3 separate regions of the Mus musculus genome follow, and regions 1 and 2 are each linked to region 3. The links are chromatin contacts, called in public promoter capture Hi-C maps. All regions are on one chromosome and are shown on one strand. Each heading gives the region's core, a stretch centred on a gene start, on an enhancer-like site or on the middle of the called end of the contact. The rest is flanking DNA. Distances are from core to core; before and after follow the strand shown.

Region 1 (2,700 bases), core at 189-2,688, 270 kb before region 3:
TCACTACAATCACCAAGCAAGTGACTGGCCAGTGTTGGGGCAAGTGGTTGGCTAGCCCACAGCTTCCTCTTCTGCAAAGTGAGCACAGGACATTCAGAACTGCCTACCAAGGGCTCCCCTTCTCCTCTGAAGTGTTCTGAGTGGCACAAACAAAAGAAGTTCAGCTCCCAAATGCACAAGATTTCTGTTCTCAATTTAAGGCATGCAGCTAAAACAGTGGTTCTCAACCTGTGGGTCGCGACCCCCGAGGAATCTCAGGTATTTTTCATGTCCGATATTTACATTAACAATTCATAACCGTAACGACATTACAGTTATGAAGCAGAATGAAATAACTTTATGGCTGGGGGAATCACTATAACATGAGGAACTGTATTAAAGGCCTGCAGCATTAGGAAGGTTCTGTACTTTAATGATCTAAAACCATTTCCACAGGAGGGAGCAAGCAGACAGACAGACAACCTTCTCTGAGCAGGGTAGTTTTCCCCTGCCAGACCACACCTTGGGGAAGGAAGTGACCATCTTGCTGAACACTTACAGACAGATGGGAGAGCAGGGTTGGAACATCTCACACTCCCTAGGCCTAATCCTGTTAGAAACCAATTCCTGGAGACATGGCCAGGACAGCACCGGCCCTGGGCCCTTCAGGACCGTTGTGAAGGCAATTCTACCAGGCCCTGTCCTCTGATCCTGCCTGGTACACACTTGCCCTGTGGACTTCTACTCTCATCCACCCCTAAGTCTGTGCTCCCGTTAAACTTCAGCCCGGGACCGGAAGCGGAGGAACCTAGACACGCCAATCTTTATTTAAAAATCATCTCGTTAGTAACCGAACCCCACTTCCCACAGAACTCGGATCTGCAGTCCCTTAGATCGCTTTACTGTTTTCAAAAACTGCATTTCCCAAGACCACACTCCTGAAAACGCCGAGGGTTGGGTGTCAGACATCCCCCATTCCGCGCCTCCGTGTCTCCTGGCATGCGAGCTCTTCCCCCCCGCAGGGTACCTCAGTCCTGCACAATCCGAAGCCGCTGGGATAAAGGGATGGAGGCACAGGGAGCGGGACGTCGTGAAGCACCCTCGACCACGCAGCTCCTTTCCTCGCTTGGCTACCGCAGCCACTAATGTTTAACCTGCGCGCGCAGCGGCCAAGTAGCTCCGCCTGGAACCGCGCTCCCTCCGGCGGCTCCCCGCTGGATTCCAGACATAGTTTTCCTGGGAGGCCTGTGGCAGTCTGGGGGTCACCCGGAACAAGGGCCGGCGACTGGAGGTCTTAGAGGTTCCCACGTCCCGACTCACCCCATCCGCAAGTCCAGACTCACTCCATCTCCTACAGTGCAGCCCGAGGATGCTGCCAGCCGCGCGGACCCTACGCGTCTCTCCCCGCCAGTAGCTCAGGCCTGGGGTCTGCGGTGCTTCCCACCCCAACCCCTACCCCCAGCCCATCCACCCACAGCAGAGGCGGAGCCTCTCCCCAGAGCCCGGGAACAGCTATTTTTAGAGTTGCAAGGGAGGGGGGTTGGGGGGAAGGAGGGAGTGCTGCTTTGAATTCGTTAAGGAAATCCAGCATCCAAGTTCCCAGGCCTTGATGAGCGGCAGGACAGACTCTGTCACCATCCCTTCACTTCACATGGCAGGATGCAGCGACTGTTGGCAAGCCCGCAAAATTAAAGGAATTTGACCTGAGCCACATTAGGAGACCCATAGGTGTGCTCCAATTTGATCAGATGGCAATCACCTTTCAGATCCCTTATCCATTAACGTTGCCCAGAAAGCTCCGGCAGGAGTTGGGGGTATTATATTTTCTCTCCTGATTATAGATCCCTGCCCCCTCTCGTTGGGACTCTCATCTCGTGACTTTAAGTTCTGGGAGGGTTTGTTGTATCTTAGGGCCTTTCTCTCAACACAGCTTCAAAATGCCAAGCTCTGCATCTTGGGGACAGCAAGGACAAAAGCCCTAGGAATAAACGTTGCCAAGGGTGGGGAGAAACTCAAATTTCTGTGCGTTATTGATGGGAATTCAAAATGGTACTGCCACTGTGGGAAACAAAATGGTTTGCCATGATTCAGCACTATTTGAAAATATTACAAGGATTAGGAGGTATAGCCTTGTTGGAGAAAGTGTGACACTGGAGGTGGGCTTTGAGGTTTCAAAACGCCCATGTCAGACCCAGTCTTCGCCCACCCTTACGGGTCAGGTGGGTCAGGATGTAACTCTTAACTATTTCTCCAACACCAGGCCTGCCTGCTACCATACTCCCTGCAATTATGATAAATGGACTAAGCCTCTGATACTGTAAGCAAGCCTCCAGTTAAGTACTTTTCTTTTTCATAAGAGTTACCTTGGTCATGGGGTCTCTTCTCAGCAACAGAATAATAAATAAGGCACATGTCTAGATCTATATCCAAAGAAGCTTAAAGCAAGACCCCAAACAAACTCTTGGACACTTGTATTTAATGAGCTGTCAAAATGGCTCAGCAGGTAAAGGGCTTTGTCATCAAGTCGGATATCCTGGATTGGATTCCTGTAACCCACACCGTGGAAGGAAACAACTCCTGAAACTTGTCCTCTGACATCTGTATATACAGATATGTGCGTGCGCGCACACACACACAATGTACAATAAAATAATAACATTATTTACAACAGCCAAAATGTGGAAGTAATCCAAGCGCCCATGGGCAGCTGATTGGCTAAGA
Region 2 (2,700 bases), core at 155-2,654, 280 kb after region 3:
TCCCAAGAGTATGCTACATCATCACACCCCTTTCTTCCTGCTTTTTGTGAACAGAAAATGCTTAGCGTAGCTTGCACAAAGTACACATGTATAAAACCCCAACTTTCTGGTTGGATGAGAAAGATCCTGGAGTTACAGTAAATTACTTGTAAGATTACAGAATAAGTGGAGTTTGGAAAGTACAGTTAACTTTCATATGCTGTTCATCTTATTCCTTGACTGTGCATGTGAGGACCTCTGCCTTCATTCTCAGACTGGTTGGTATGTGCACATGCGCAGTAGCCCTACACAAGCACTGAAGTATTGGAGCTGTAAGTGACTGAGAAGGCTCATTGAGGTGCCTCAGATAAAAAGGCAGGGCTCTGCACTGGATGTGCACACAACCCAGCATTTCATTACTAATAGACTGTCTGAGGTACAATTGAGAAACACTTGGCGTACAAAAAACCAAGAAAACTCCAGGTTGTATGGTCAGTGACAGTCATCAAATGGAATGCTGACGTGATGCAGGTGTCACAGAGACAGAATATGTAAAGGACGGAAGTCTCAGCTGAGAAACCAAAGCTAAACTGAATGACGACACACTCGTATGATCCCATTACTTGAGAGAGGAGGCAGGATGATACCCAGGCTAGCCTGGGCTATAGAGCCTAACAGCTCCCCAAACACAAAGACCGGAATCAAGAAGCTAAGAGGCAGGGTGGCTCTTGTCTATAGTCCTAGTACTTGGGGGGGTAGAGGCAGATAATCAAGAATTGAAGGTCATTTTCCAATGCATAGTAAGTTGAATTCTAGACTTCAATTTTCCTGGGATATTGGAAACAATCTAAAATTCCCAGACCTAAAGATTACAGTATATTATGTACAAATTAACTGATTTGGTTGCAGAATGGCGTCAAGAAGGAAGTGTTAGTAAACTTAAAGAGGAGAACCAAGAGTGATGTGCAGAGTGCTGTGGGTTTCAAGGGCCCACAGTGAGGCAGTTCCAGGAGGTCTGACAGGATCATAGTCTGGGTCTCAGGAAGGAAAGAGAAGGGCACAGTTCAGAAACACCACACCACCTAAAGACGTAGTCATGGGAACCTTTTCATATTGGCAAAGGGTCTCAGCGTGCAGCTTCCAGAGGCTGCTGTGGTACCCTAACCTGACACGGGCGGATTCTGCATTACATGTAGGCATTCATCACAGTACCTCCTAGCCTTGTGATGTGGCAATCCTAATCAATTAAAATATGTGTAAGTAGCAAGATAAGCTCTGTCCGTTTGTCTTCCTTCTTTATTGTCTGGGACACTAAATACTTTGTGTGGTGAGTTTGCACATTTAATGTAGCCATCATCACCACCACCGCATGCCTGGGTAGTTTTCCTCTCTAAGTCAGAGCAAAGCTTCCCTTGACAGATTGTGATGTAACAAATTAAAATGTGGTCTCTGGCACAGAGCTTGCAAAGCCTGTGTCATTTCCTGAATGACAGGAGAATCCTAATTATGGTGAGCAAGTTGGCCAGTGTGAGGGTAGGATATGTAGCACAGGCTGGCTTTGAAAACTCGTTCTTCCCTCTGTCACATCTCAAGTGCTGGAATCATGAGAGCATCACTGTATCTGACTGGAGGATCTTTTAGTATACAAATTGACCCAGTCCCTAGTTCTGAGAGAACTTCCAAAACTCTTCGTGTCTGTGTAGTGGTTGAAGAGTTTCATCTTGTTCTGTTGATATTGTTTTTAAATTAATGAGTTTACCAGTAGCTAAAAAGCCCCTAACCCTACATAGCTCTAGGATAAGGGCTAGTTATCAGAGGAACCACTAATGTGGGCTAAATCCTGGTCTCACTTGATGACCACAAGATTAGGCAAGAGACTAGAGACCAATGTAATGACCAGTGGCCAGGGATTAATTATTCATGTCTACTTTGAACTCTTAATCAAAGTTCTCTAACAAGGTAGGTGTGGAGTTGGTGCAGCAGTTAAGAGTACTACCTGCTCTTTTACAGGACTCAGCTTTGGTTCCCAGACCCCATATGGCAGCTCATGACTGTCTTAACTGCATTCCAGGGGATTTGGTGCCCTCTTTTGGCCTCTGCAAACACCTGACAGTCATACAGTGTGCTTACATGTGTACAAGGAAATACACTCATGTATATGAATTCAAACAACAAAACTATAGTAGCTGGAGAGATGGCTCAGTGGTTAAGAAAACTGCCTGCGGGCTGGGGAGACGGCTCTTCCAAAGGTCCTGAGTTCAAATCCCAGCAACCACATGGTGACTCACAACCATCTGTAACAAAAATCTGATGCCCTCTTCTGGAGTGTCTGAAGACAGCTACAGTGTACACACATATAATAGATAGATAGATAGATAGATAGATAGATAGATAGATAGATAGATAGATAGATAGATGAAGAGAACTACAGTATACACACATATACTAGATAGATAGATAGATAGATAGATAGATAGATAGATAGATCTTAAAAAAAAAGAAAAAAGAAAAAGAAAACTGCCTGCTGTTCCAGAATGCCAGGGTTCAATTTCCAGCACCTAGATAGCAGCTAATAACCACTTGTGACTCTAATTCCAGGGGACACACAGACTTATGTGCAGGCAAACATCTACACATATAAAATTTAATTTAAAAACAACAACAAAAATTCTTAGCTCGTAGTTCACATGGACGCTGGGTTGGCCACTACTTCATCAGCTG
Region 3 (2,700 bases), core at 192-2,691:
AATCAAGAGAGAAATGTCTTGAGGAATGGGTTCCATAGGGAATCATTAGAGCAACATAGGGTTAAATTCTGTTTACCAGCCTTTGTCTGTAGGACTTCTCAGAAACTTTAGTAAGATTTGAATGCAGCGGACTCTTCAAAGGCACTTGGAAGGAGGGGCTTTGTGGTTGATATCCCAGGGTAGCCTGAGAAGAAGATGACCAAGAGCAGAGGAAGGAGATTCAGGTATTCTGACCTCCGGCAGCATTCCCATTGTTGTAAAACCTTACTCTGATAAATAAGTTTTTGGAGATTTATTCTTAATTTAAAATTATATGTATGAATGTGGTATCCAAGACCATCCCCTGGAGCTGGAGTTATTTGAACTTGGCGAGCCTCTTGTATGTGCTGGGACCTGAATTAGTGTCCTCTGCTTGAGCAGTAAGAGTTCTAGCCGAGGAGCCATCTCTCCAACCCCTTGCAGCAAGTAATTTTATCCAGAGGAAGAGATAGGAAGCGGGGAAGGGTGCAAGAAAGAGAACACACTCATCTTTTGATTGTTCATGGGGCTAAGCCTTTCAACGATTGTGGAAAGAGAATGAAATTACCCCAAATCAGGCCTGTTCTCCTCTTGACTCTGTCTCACCATCCGTCCATTTCTGTGATCTCCTGTATAGGCGCCTACAATCTGTGCCATCCGCAAGGTGAGTCACTGTCTGAATTTACGGAGCCTTGCTTCTCTTGGTCTGATCGTTCGGCCTGGGCGACACGAAAGCAGAAGGCTCATAGATTCCGAAGCACCTCAAGGCTGGCTTCCTCTTTCTTTTTCCATTCGCAGGTCGCTTGCCCTCTCTGGGTGCACCAAGAGAGAGTAAATGACTATGAGTGAAGATGGCCGGTTTCCTGGACGCTCCCAGTCCCAGAAAGGAAAGGCACTGACCAACTCCCCTGCAGACAGGGTTTTTAAAATGACGCTGAGGATGGGAGTGGGGGTGGGGTAGAGAATGGTCCCTAAGCTCAGTTTGACTGTGCTGGGAGCTGGGTCCAGATGGCTTAAGTAACAAATAGTTTAAGAGAGAAAAGCAAGGCTTTAAGGACCAGCTGGGAGTGGTCCCAGACTTTGGGTCAGATCCAACGCAGTGCTGGCCTAGGACACCCCGCAAAAAGTCCAGATGATACTGTGTGTAAGGAACAGGTTTTAGGTGATGTTTACCCGTGTTGGGTTGATGTGAAGAGTAACGCTTAGCTCACCCCAAATGACAACTGCACCCCTTCTGTTGACATTTATGCCAGACAGTGGGATCCCAGGATGCCCTCAAGGCCTCATCGGGTTGACCCCGCCCCTTTTCACCTGGGCACGCCCCTGGTGGCGGAGACTTCCGGATTTCCCTGCCTGCCAGAGCTCCACCCCTCTGGCCTTATGCCCAGACTCCGCAGTCCGGAGCTGGTAGAACCCGAGCTCAGAGCTTGGAGAGGCTGGCGGAGCAGGAGCTGCGCGGCTGCGGAGTCCTCGTGCCTTGAGGACAGATGTGCGCCGGCATAGGGGGTGCACCAACCTGAGCTGGGGTGAAGCTTCTAGAGAGGACAAGCCGGCGACAGCGAGATGCAGCCGGAGGAGCCCTGCGCCCCGAGCGCGCCCGGCGGTCCTGACGTCCCGGAGAGAGGCCAGCGCTCGCGGGACCCCGGACCGCGCCTGTCGGGCCAGCTACTGCCCGAGCTCTACAGCTTCGTGGCGCGCGTCCTTTTCTACCTGGCACCGGTCTACCTGGCGGGCTACCTGGGGCTCAGCGTCACCTGGCTGCTGCTTGGCGCCCTGCTCTGGATGTGGTGGCGCCGGAACCGCCGCGGGAAGCTGGGGCGCTTGGAGGCCGCCTTCGAATTCCTGGAGCACGAGCGCGAGTTCATCAGCCGTGAGCTGCGGGGCCAGCATTTGCCAGCCTGGGTAAGCCGGGCCCGGCGGAGGGCTGTGGGTTTCCGAGGGGGGAGCTGGGGCGTACTCCCGGGTCTTCACGCAAGGGCCGGGCTTCAGAGAAGAGTCGGAGGTGGGACACACCCAGGATCAAAACTGGGCGTCCAGGACTCCGCAAAGTTGCTCGCGTAGGAAACAGGGCGCTTCTTCCACCCGCCTGTTGATTTAAGAACTAGCGAAGGGCGTGACACGTATATAGACACATACAGCAGTGACAGGAGCACAGGGCTCTGGTCGCCTTCAGCCGAGAGCTGGCAGGAGTGCTCCGCAGAGCAAGCCGGGATACTGCGTGGACCACTGTCCTCTCCCTTCTTATGCCATGGGCTTGAGCGGGCCGTGTGCACACTCGTAGTCCAGAGACAAACCCGCTTCCTGGTGGCGGTTGGCATGGCTATGGTTTCTCAAATGCATCTGGTCCTGAGAACCCCACCTGGTTCACGTAAAAACAAAATCTGTACCCCCAGCTTAATTCCTCGGGTGGGGAACAAGGACGTTTAGGATTGGATGTTTCGCAAACATTGACCAAAGGAGTCCGTTTCAGAGGGTTAGTGTGTGACAGATCTGCCCCCTGGAGCTGGAGGCTTCTGCTTCCCTGAGTATCTTGTATCTCAGACTCCCAGGGGAGATATGCGGAGGCCCCCCCAGACTCCTAATTTCGGCTGGCTTGAATGTTTTGCGTGTGGCCTGAACTCTAAAACGCAGCTGAATCTATGAGCATCACACCTGTCTGTGATTGAGAAGAGAACGTTAGCA

What was found. Promoter capture Hi-C pulls out the DNA fragments that hold promoters and counts their contacts. Capture Hi-C pulls out chosen DNA fragments and counts their contacts.
Region 1: a promoter capture Hi-C map of liver shows a contact between it and region 3. The contact joins the promoter of Dzip1l here to the promoter of Esyt3 in region 3. A contact is called at or near these places in 1 of 39 promoter capture datasets (HPC-7-derived erythroid cells), 1 of 115 datasets of contacts at active chromatin or transcription factors (pancreatic cancer cells) and 2 of 9 other capture datasets (liver and pancreatic islet).
Region 2: a contact with region 3 is called in a promoter capture Hi-C map of hematopoietic stem and progenitor cells, with 4 times the contacts expected there. The contact joins the enhancer-like site here to the promoter of Esyt3 in region 3. A contact is called at or near these places in 10 of 39 promoter capture datasets (the C10 cell line, the HPC-7 cell line, the SN4741 cell line and 6 more), 1 of 15 datasets of contacts at CTCF or cohesin (the NIH/3T3 cell line), 4 of 484 Hi-C or Micro-C datasets (the F1.1 cell line, cochlea, nephron progenitors and 1 more), 4 of 115 datasets of contacts at active chromatin or transcription factors (differentiating embryonic stem cells, embryonic forebrain, embryonic stem cells and 1 more) and 3 of 9 other capture datasets (adipose tissue, liver and pancreatic islet).

What each region holds. Positions count from the first base shown.
Region 1 is chr9:99,628,269-99,630,968 of GRCm38.p6, reverse strand. It overlaps Dzip1l (DAZ interacting protein 1-like), which reads right to left and starts at 1,438. Exons shown (of 16, transcript NM_028258.4): 1 at 1,300-1,438.
Region 2 is chr9:99,080,220-99,082,919 of GRCm38.p6, reverse strand. The region is part of intron 8 of Pik3cb (phosphatidylinositol-4,5-bisphosphate 3-kinase catalytic subunit beta); the gene reads left to right. Among named protein-coding and RNA genes, the nearest start is that of Gm1123, 46 kb to the right of the region's middle. Within about 2 kb of position 1,404, at least 21 of the 459 cell types and tissues checked have an H3K27ac peak or open chromatin away from gene starts, as enhancers often do. A contact at or near this core is called in hematopoietic stem and progenitor cells, where this site is marked.
Region 3 is chr9:99,357,271-99,359,970 of GRCm38.p6, reverse strand. It overlaps Esyt3 (extended synaptotagmin-like protein 3), which reads left to right and starts at 1,441. Exons shown (of 23, transcript NM_177775.3): 1 at 1,441-1,920. The coding sequence starts at 1,582.